Regions from separate parts of the Mus musculus genome. Here region 2 is linked to region 1. The links are chromatin contacts, called in public HiChIP or PLAC-seq maps. All regions are on one chromosome and are shown on one strand. The core of a region is the stretch at or near the end of the contact, and the rest is flanking DNA. Distances in the headings are between cores, read along the strand shown.

Region 1 (4,949 bases), core at 708-3,207:
AGGAAGTATGTGACTAGGGGTAGGACATGAGATTATAAATCCTTGCCCCATTCCAAGTCTCCAGCCCTACCTCATGCTTGGGGTTGAAGATGTAAGCCCCTAGCTTCCTGCTCAAAGCACTGTGCCGGTCACCTGCTGTCACATCCCTGGCCCCATGATGGATTCCTCCCTCCAGAACTATATTCCAAATAACCTCCTATAAGTTGCTTTGAGTGAGGTATTTTATCACAAAAACAGCAACGTAACTAATACAGCCAGTAAAGAAGTAGAGACAACGCAAAGAAGAAGGAGCTTTGGCTGTTTGTCCCTGTGGACCGTGGCCTGCCCTTCACCTCCACTGCCCCGGTGGCTTCAATAGTCCTGCATCTTGACTTAGGAGCTTCACCCAACCCTGAGCTCTACCCAGACAGGACCCAATAGCTCCAGCAGACCTCCAGCAAGATTTCATTGCAGAACTTAGCTTCGTAGAAGCTTTACTAAGAGCAGTTAAAAAATATGAATAGACATTTAAAAGTTTTCATTAAGATCTGCATTTGGGTTTGGTGGTGGTGGTGGTGGTAGTGTGGGCCTTTAATCCTGGCCCTTGAGAAGCAGAGGCAGGCAGATCTCTGAGATCAAGGCCAGCCAGCCTGGCCTAGAGAACAAATTTCAGGAAAACTAAGGCTACACAGAGAAACCATGTTGGGAAAAAACAAAAACAAAAGCAAAAGACCTGGAGAGATGGCTCAGAGGTCAGAGGTAGAATGTCAACTTAGCATGGGGAGGTCCAGAATAGCAACTAAAGAAATAAATGCCTACATGCACACACATGTGCACACACGCGCGCTCACACACACACACACACACACACACACACACACACAGGGCTGGGGGAGCACTGCCTGACCTTGAGACATTAACCAGTCTTTAGCCAGTCACAATAAACCTTTAATCTCTAGGGCTAAGAAATGTGTCCATTTAAAAATAGGTCCTGGAGTTGCTGGAAAGATGACGCGATGATTCAGAGTGCAGGCTGTTCTCTCGACGACCCAGGTTCAGTTCTCTACACCCACACGGTAGCTCACAACAGCTGTAATTCCAGTTCCAGGCACCTCTTCTGGCCTCTGCCAGCACAGTGCACAGTGGCGCACAGATGTGCATGCAAGCAAAATACTCATCATGTAAAACATGTAAAAGTTAAATAGGTTATGGGTCTAGAACCTGGACTGAGTGGTAGAGCCCTGGGTTCAGGCACAGTCGGGGGGGCGGGGGAGGAGGGAAGGGGGGTTGTGTGGAGGGGGTATTGTATAGTTTCAAATACTAATCAGCTAATTCCCCCTCTCAACAAAAGCTACATAGATTTCATGCTGGGGACCGGAGAGATGATCCCTCCTGCAAGGCAGTGAGCCACCCAACCACCTTCTGTGCCACAGGCTCCTGACTACCTGCCACCCACGTGAACATGAGATGACAGCAGGGCCATGCCAGCCCTCTTAAAGTCACCATCGGGCCGGAAAAATGGCTCAGCAGGTAAAGCAGGTACTTGCTGCTAAGTCAAATAACCTGAGTTTGATTCCTGGGACCCATATGACGAAAGGAAAAGAAGGACCACTCTTGGAGGGTGGGTGATCTGTCTGATCTCTACACAATGACAAGAAGAATACATTTTAAAAAGTGTAACAACAACAACAAAACCAAACAGTACAGGTGGACTGTTGCCTCCCTTCCTTGGTCCCATCCCAGAAGACAGGCTCCACTCTAGCATTTCTCACAGTGACAAGGGAGTCCGGGTAACCCACAGACTTGTCGGCGCGGTGGGCGTGGCCCATAGGCTGCACCCCAGGGATCCGCCCTTCGCTCTCGATCCGCATGCGCACTGACTCGGGGGCGGACCGGCACATCGACATCCGGGAGTCTGATTGCCTGTGGCTGTTTTGTTTTCTTGCAGAACTGGAGTAAACCGAGGCTACCAAACGCGCCGCGACTCCCAACTCCGGACTTGGACGTGAGTGCGGACGGGAGGGCGGAGCAGCGGGCCGGGCTCGAACTCGCGGCAGTGGCCGTGCCCCAGCTCCTGGACGCCGCCGCCGCCGGGGCTGAGATCCCGCGACCTGCGGGGCCGCTTCCTGTGGCGGGGACTCTTCCCCAGAACTGTGGAGCTGGGCACGCTCATCCGACGGTGGCGCGTCGGGGTTCGGCCCACGCGTAACCGCGCCCTGTTCCTCCAGTCTGCAGGGCGGGTCTGCCTTTGAAAATGTCAAAGAATTGTGCAACGAAAAATGGACTCGGGTGGGCCATTGGGGGAACCGACAATTACACATAGTGGGTTGCTTTTCTTTCCAATCATTAGATAAAAACGAGTGTATTTTCAGACCCGAACTCATCACAAAAGTCTATCAGTTTTTCCCTTTAGCTTGTTTAGAGGCGGCTAAAACTGAAATCGCCTTCCTTAGGGAGTCATGTGAGATCTGGGGTGTTCACTGTGAGCGAGTTGTATTTAATTCAGGTTTTATCTGTGAAATTAAGATGAGTTACGTTTCTCCGGCTGGGTCTGCACAGCTGAACTTGAAGGAGGAGGGTTTTATGGGATTTAAGACAATTTCGGCTGACCGTGGTAATTTGACTGCACGTTCTTTATTTAAGTCTGAATTCGTTTCAGGCCTGCCCTTTTTTGTGGGGAATGTACAAACAGCATCAGTAGCAGAGTTAGGGATAGTAAGATGAGTGCCCTTTACAAAGTAATGACATCCGAAGGCAGGCTTGGTGAAGGGACAAATAGTGGAGAAAAAACGAAATAGAAATAAAGCCCGAAGTTGAGCCGTTCTCTTCTTAATCTGGGCATGAAAGACACAGATGTAGGATAAAATGTGCAGATTCCTAGAGGAAGTATTTTCCATCCAAGTTTACATTTTTACCTTAAAACCAAAGTCTATCATGTCCTTATTATTAAAATCAAATAGGAACCTTTAGTAGGGAGCTTAAGGTTTAGAAAGCAGCTGTGGAGGGCTAAGCATCATTGCCCTCACTTAAAGAACTAGTGGACTTGAAATAATAAAATGTGACATCTTTGAGGAGATGTCATTTTTGTGACAGTACATTTTTGTTTAAGGTTAAGGTAATCACCTTCATTCATATTATGTAAATATGCTAAGACCATCCTGATTTTGTTTTGTTTTCTTGTCTTAATTTGTATTTATTTATGAGTGCTGTGCTGCCTGTACATCCGCAGGCCAGAAGAGGGCGCCAGATCCCCCTATAGATGGTTATGAACCACCATGTGGTTGCTGGGACCTCTGAAAGAGCAGTCAGTGCTCTTAACTGCAGAGCCATGTCATCAGCCCCTTGTTTAGTCTTTTTAGGACAGACTGGCCTGAAACTCACTGTGTAGCTCTGGCTGGCCCTCTGACTGAGCCCAGTCCTCCTGTCTCAGCCCGCCAAATGCTAGGATTGCAGGCTGAGGCAGCCACCACCCCAGTCCCAGCTAAAACCAAGTTTTACATTAAACGTAGACTCCATCCCTAGTACCTCACTCCCCACCAAAGCAGCATCAGACATCCTGAAGAAATCAGTAGAGCTGGAATAAAGCGCATCTGTAACTTGTGTTAGGTTATCATCCAGCTGTTATTTTGCAGAAACACAGCCAGCTTTGAAACAAGAAAACCGAAGGACCTTGTTTAACTGTGATGGTTTTGGTTTAGTGACCTGAAAAGATGTCTGGATTTCTAGAAGGCTCGAGGTGCTCTGAGTGCATGGACTGGGGGGAGAAGCGGAACACGATCGCCTCCATCGCTGCTGGCGTTCTAGTAAGTCCTTGTGACACCTTAGCTCTCCATGTGTTTATCTGTGGCTGTATAGACGGTTTAGGTTATGTGATGTTTTCTTTTTCTTCTTCTTTTTTTTTTAAAGATTTATTTATCTATTTTATGTATACGAGTACACTGCAGCTGTACAGATGGTTGTGAGCCTTCATGTAGTTGTTGGGAATTGAATTTTAGGACCTCTGCTCGCTCCGCCCTGGCCCAAAGATTTATTTATTATTATAAATAAACACACTGGAGTTGTCTTCAGACACACCAGAAGAGGGCATCAGATCTCATTATGGGTGGTTGTGAGCCACCATGTAGTTCCTGGGATTTGAACTCAAGGCCTTTGGAAGAGCAGTTGGTGCTCTTACCTGCTGAGCCATCTCTCCAACCCCCTCCCTGCCTCCCCCTCCCATCTGTAATGTTTTCAAATGTGTCCTTTTAAAAAATAATCAACCACCAAACTTACTTTACTCAGTGATGTTTGACTTGTGAGGTTGTTAATAGTGTTAATAGTTGTCATAATAAAACATTTTGTATGCACTTACTTTTTCTATGGGTTATGCCTCCTTGACTTGGTAAGCGCAGAAGGCTTAAAGGGTTGAAGAAGGCCAGGTGTGATGTGTACCTTCGATCCCAGCTCTCAGGAGGCCAAGGCAGGTGGATCTCTGTGAGTTTGAGGCCAACCTGGTCTACACAGTGAGTTCCAGGACAGCCAGAGCAGATAGTGAGACCCTGTCTTCAAAAAAGGAAGAAAGATGCCAGGCAGTGGTAGAACACGCCTTTAATCCCAAGCACTCTGGAGGCAGAGACAGGCAGATTTCTGAGTTCGAGGCCAGCTTGGTCTACAAAGTGAGTTCCAGGACAGCCAGGGCTATACAGAGAAACCCAGTCTCGAAAAACAACAAAAAAAAACAACAAAAAAAAAAAAAAAAAAAAAAAGGAAGAAAGGATTAACGAGACAATCAGGTCCAAACCAGTCGAGATAGATATTCCCATTTTTCAGGACAGGAGAGTTCATATTCTCCCTAATCTGGTAGGGAGAAGCATTAGGAAGATCATAAGCTCTTTGGTTTTTTTTTTTTTGGATGGATGGATGGATGGATGGTTGGATGGATCTCCTGTAGGTCATGTTGGCTTTGAACTCGCTCATAGGCAAGGACGTCC
Region 2 (4,949 bases), core at 1,222-3,721, 500 kb before region 1:
TCAAGAGTTCATCCTTGGCTTACAGTGCTTTGCAGTGCTGAGCTCGGCAGTGTACTTCATTTGATTGTAAGGTAGACCCTAGCTGCCAGCAAGTGTGTTCTCACAGTTGGGGAGTTTGTGTGTTCCCCGTTATACAGTACACGTTCTCTCTAATTTTCTATGTGATCATAACCCTGTTTTAAAATTTGTCTTGGCTTTCATTTTCTACCCCTCAATGAAAGAACATTCTTTTTTTTTTTAAGTCAAGAAGTTCAAATCTGCATACTTGATGCTACCTTGGCCACTGGCAGTTGTGTTGCCACCTTATCTGGGTTCCCTGGATAGTCACATTCATGCCATGTGTTAGAATTTACATGTTAAAATGTAAACAGTAGTGAGAGCGGAGCCAGGCACAAAGGATGCATGGAGTTAAAGGTTCTACGGAATGTCCCTCTCCCTCGGTTTAGAGAATCAAGTTCTATTCCAGACTAACGGTGGGCCTGGGCTTTATATTTTTATGTAAACTATTTTTAGACTGGAGGATTTGGTTTTCAGAGGAAAGCTTTACGCATAATTAAACCATGGGAGTGTACTGGATTCTTTGATGCCTTGGGTTCACACCTACCTGCTTGCCTTCTTCTCTATAGAGCCTGAGACCTCACCCCGGGTCACCTCCAGCCTCCCTCTGTGCTCCATAATACATCTATCTTAAAGGAAACCGTTGTCTGGGTGTGGTGGCCCTGGCCTGTAATCTCAGCCTGCAGGAGACTGAGGCAGGAGGATTGAGAGAACGGGGCTAGCTTGGGCTACATGAGTTAAACCGTCTCAGAATAAGGTTTTTCCTTTTTCTTGGTGTGACAGTACAGAGCAACTGGGAAAATATTTACTTCTAGCCAAGAAGTCTGTTCTGGACTCATTCTACACAAACTTAAGTACACACACAGAGAGAGTACGATGTATGAACCTTGAGCAACCACATGACAAATGACTGTTGGTGTTTCAAACTCCCTTCAAGAGTGTGTTCTCCAGAAAAGCCATCCCTCTCAGAGTGCCACTGTTTCCCTCAGTCTTGAGTGGAGCGCAGTTCATAGTCAGGATTACCGTGTATTCAGCACAGTGACATAGGCTGTCCTCTCAGCGCTTGGGAGGCAGAGGTACCAGGGCTTGGCAAGCTTAAGGCCAGCCTGGGCCATGTACCGAGACCCTGTCTAAAAACAAGGGGATTCCTGGGTGTCCAGGTATCCCAGGGACAGATAACAGCAACTGTGCATCTTGTCCACGGCTGGGAACGTGCCGTATTCCTTCCCTGTGGTTTCTAGTCAAGGCTAGAAGTGATCCCAGATACGGTCAGCATGCAGACACCACCTACTCACTCGGGTTAGTGCTTTCTCTTGGAAACCTGCAGTTCTTGAAGTGGGTCCCGAGACCCTTGCAGGTCCCACATGGCCTGACCTGACCGGATGTGCGTTTATGACACAGGGGGGTTTCTTTTCTATCTATGCAGATAATTTGTGGTTTTCTGTACCGTTCCCTGTTGGCACCCCTCTTCCTAAGTCCAATTGAGGACTAAGGGACCACAGGTCTCAGTCCTGTGCCGTGCTGTGCCCTCTGCTGTCAGCCTCTGAGTATCTATTCACGTCATGTGTGTCTTTGACGTGTGAGAACGCATTCACAGCTGTTGCACATTGATCCCCACAACTGAACCTGCAGCTGGATTAAGTCCCGAATCCAGCATGTCTGTAATCCCCTGGTCTGTGCACTGTAGTATGCTCGCTGCACGTGTGGAAACTGGTCAGTGAGCCTCATCCGTGTGTCCTGTGATTTCAGTATCGTTGATCTGATGGGCCACAGTTCATTATCAGCTTCAACTGTCCTGTGTCCTGAGGCTTTCGAACATTCCTTGTCCTGTAAGGAGGTGACAGAGGCAGACTGTGACCCGGAAGACACTTGTGATTACCTGTAACAAACGTTGATGTTGAAACTAATAAAGAATTGTTGTTTTTTAAGTCAGCTCATTGAGCAGTCTCTTCAGTGTATATACTAGGACTGACTAGACAATAATGTAGGGCTACACATTGTGAATTCCAGGACAGCCAGGGCTATACAGTAAGACCTTGTCTCAATTAAAAGTAAACAGCTGTTCTATTTAGAAAGGAGCAGAACTCTCAAGAGGGTAGCACCCCAAATTCCTAGCCCCCAGGCCCACCCTCACCCCACTCACATTTACCAGAAGATGCCAGAGGCAGTAAGTAGCCTAAGTCTCAGTGGGTCAAAATCAACGTGTTTCTAGACTGCATAGTCGTGTCCTTGTTCTAGTGCTCTGAGCTCTGTCTGGTGGAACTCTGTAATCCTCCTGGAAGTATGTTAGGACTCAAAGGTTCTTTATATAGTTTTGAATAAAATGAACACAAAGCAAGCCGATGGTTCCACTTCCGTGGCTGCCTCTCCAGGCTGGTCTGCAGAGCTGCCACCAGGTGGCACTGTGCTTCCAGGTTGGGGCCTTGAGCTCTGCTTAAGGCTCTACTATAACTTGGGGTTCAAAAGGACCTTAGAAGGTAGGTCTAGTGCTTAGCTGGCATATACTGCGCCCCAGGCCTAATCCCCAGCACCCTGACAACACCCACCCAAACCCCTACCATCATGATCAAATCTCATTTGGTTGATAACAGTAAGCAGAAAAGACATTACAAACCGAAAAAGAAGCCATTTTTGAAAACACAGACTAGAGGTCTGAGGTGTGACCTACCTGGCAGAGTGCTTTCCTAACTTTCACAAGACCCTGTGTTGGATCCCAAGCCACCTTGGTGGCACAGGCCTATAATCCTGACACTTCTGAGGCAGGAGGATCAGGAGTTCAAGGTCATCCTTAGCTACATAGCCTGGGCTACATGATGTCAGCCTGGGCTACGTGAAGCCGTGTCTCCAAATAACAAAACAGTACGGGATAGGACTAACCATGGTCATGTATGTCTAAAAGGTCAGTTCTTTGGATTTAGACTCAAGAGGATCAGTTCAAGGTCACCCTTAACTATATACAAGTTTGAGGCTAGCCTGTGCTCCATGAAATCCTACCTCTAAAAGCCATGAAATGAAAAAGTACAGACTAGAAAATATAAGAATGAAACCTAACTTCGAAGTTAACCTCCTAAAAATAAGCTGATTTCAAAGCTCATCAGCGGGCTGGAGAGATGGCTCAGCGGTTAAGAGCACCGACTGCTCTTCTGAAGGTCCTGAGTTCAATTCCCAGCAACCACATGTGGCTCACAACCATCTGTCATGAGATCTGACTCCCTCTTCTGCTGTGTCCGAAGACAGCTAGCCTGGTCTACAGAGTGAGTTCCAGGACAGCCAAGGCTACACCGAGAAAACCTGTCTTGAAAAAAATCAAAAAACCATAAATAAATAGATAGGTAGATCGATTGATTGATCGATCAATCAATCAATCAATCTTTGGGCTGGAGCGAGCCAGGTTGACCGGAGTGAGCAGGGCTAACCGAAGCGAGCAGAGGTCCTGAATTCAATTCCCAGCAACCACATGATGGCTCACAACCATCTGTACAGCTACTCACATACAGCAGTGGTGGCGCACACCTTTAATTCCAGCACTTGGGAGGCAGAGGCAGGTGGATTTCTGAGTTTGAGGCCAGCCTGCTCTACAGAGTGAGTTCCAGGACAGAGAAACTCTGTCTCAAAAAAACAAAAAAATATATTATTTTTATATTAAATATTAAGAAAAAAAGTACGTCAGTATGTGTCAGAGTTCTGTTAGTACTAGACACAGCCATTAATATCAGCATTGAGAGGAACCCGTGTGTGCTTGCAGCTCTGACCCTTGATAGCCTCCACAGGGAAAATTCGAAATCTTGCCAAGGTTTCTCTGCTCTGCCAAGGCAAAGAACTGCTCTGAAGGTTAGAACACTGTTCTGCTGCTGTGAAGAGACAGCAGGACCAAGGCAGCTCTGATCAAGGAAAGCATTTAATTGGGTGGGAGCTTGCTTACAGTTTCAGAGATTTACTCCATGATCATCATGGTTGGAAGCATGGTGGCGTAAAGGTAGAGCTGCTGGCGAAGTAGCTGAGAACTATATCCTGGTCTCCAGGCAGGAGAAAGATGTAGACACAGATAAACTCACAGAGAGAGACAGGCAGGCACTGGGCCTGGTGTATGTGGGTATTTGAAACCTCAACGCCCACTCCATTGACAGGACACGTGCACTCAATAAGGCCACGCCTCCTAATCCTTCTAATCCTTCTCAAAGAGAGCCACTCTGCTCCCGGTTGACTAAGCACACAAATATATGAGCCTATGGGGAATTGTCATCCAAACCACCACAGGGGGTGTTGAATCTATGTTATCTAGGGGTTTGAGGCCTGAAATGTTCAGAAAAATCACTTTCTCTATTATAGTGTTTCTAGAGCCTTCTAAACCCATACAGTTGGGAATACAGTGGTCTTTCCATGAGGACGAGGTCTCTGAGAAATGCTAAGACAGCTATAACACTGCTAGGAGGTCTGCTCACTCTGTCAACCATCCCATATGTCTCATCGTTGGCTCACACGTGGAGGGATGCAGTACACACACTGCTGTCCCGGCTTTCTCAAATGTCATAACCCTCCCTCAGAGCTGCCTGCCTTTCTTTTCATTATAGCTGTGATAAAGTACCCTGACTAAATGACGTAAGGAAGAAAAGTTTTATTTCTAACTCATAGTTCCATGTTACAATCCATCATGGCAGGGAGATCAAGACAAAATGATCTTGAATCAGCCAGTTGTGCTATGCCCTGATCCGAAGAGAGCAATGCGCCGGGCGTGGTGGCGCACGCCTTTAATCCCAGCACTCGGGAGGCAGAGGCAGGCGGATTTCTGAGTTCGAGGCCAGCCTGGTCTACAAAGTGAGTTCCAGGACATCCAGGAATACACAGAGAAACCCTGCCTTGAAAAACAAAAAAAAAAAAAAAAAGAGAGCCAG

Evidence for each region. HiChIP or PLAC-seq counts read pairs in DNA pulled down with a chosen protein or histone mark.
Region 2: a contact with region 1 is called in a Foxp3 HiChIP or PLAC-seq map of regulatory T cells, with 8 times the contacts expected there. The contact joins the enhancer-like site here to the promoter of Tmem50a in region 1. A contact is called at or near these places in 5 of 39 promoter capture datasets (the 3T3-L1 cell line, the C10 cell line, the HPC-7 cell line and 1 more) and 11 of 115 datasets of contacts at active chromatin or transcription factors (the SCID.adh cell line, T-cell acute lymphoblastic leukemia, bone marrow-derived macrophages and 7 more).

The regions. Positions count from the first base shown.
Region 1 is chr4:134,911,924-134,916,872 of GRCm38.p6, reverse strand. It overlaps Tmem50a (transmembrane protein 50A), which reads left to right and starts at 1,957. Exons shown (of 7, transcript NM_027935.2): 1 at 1,957-1,984; 2 at 3,678-3,782. The coding sequence starts at 3,690.
Region 2 is chr4:135,409,348-135,414,296 of GRCm38.p6, reverse strand. Rcan3 (regulator of calcineurin 3) reads left to right here. Exons shown (of 5, transcript NM_022980.4): 5 at 1-1,988. Among named protein-coding and RNA genes, the nearest start is that of Mir700, 4.8 kb to the left of the region's middle. Within about 2 kb of position 2,471, at least 4 of the 459 cell types and tissues checked have an H3K27ac peak or open chromatin away from gene starts, as enhancers often do. A contact at or near this core is called in bone marrow-derived macrophages and regulatory T cells, where this site is marked.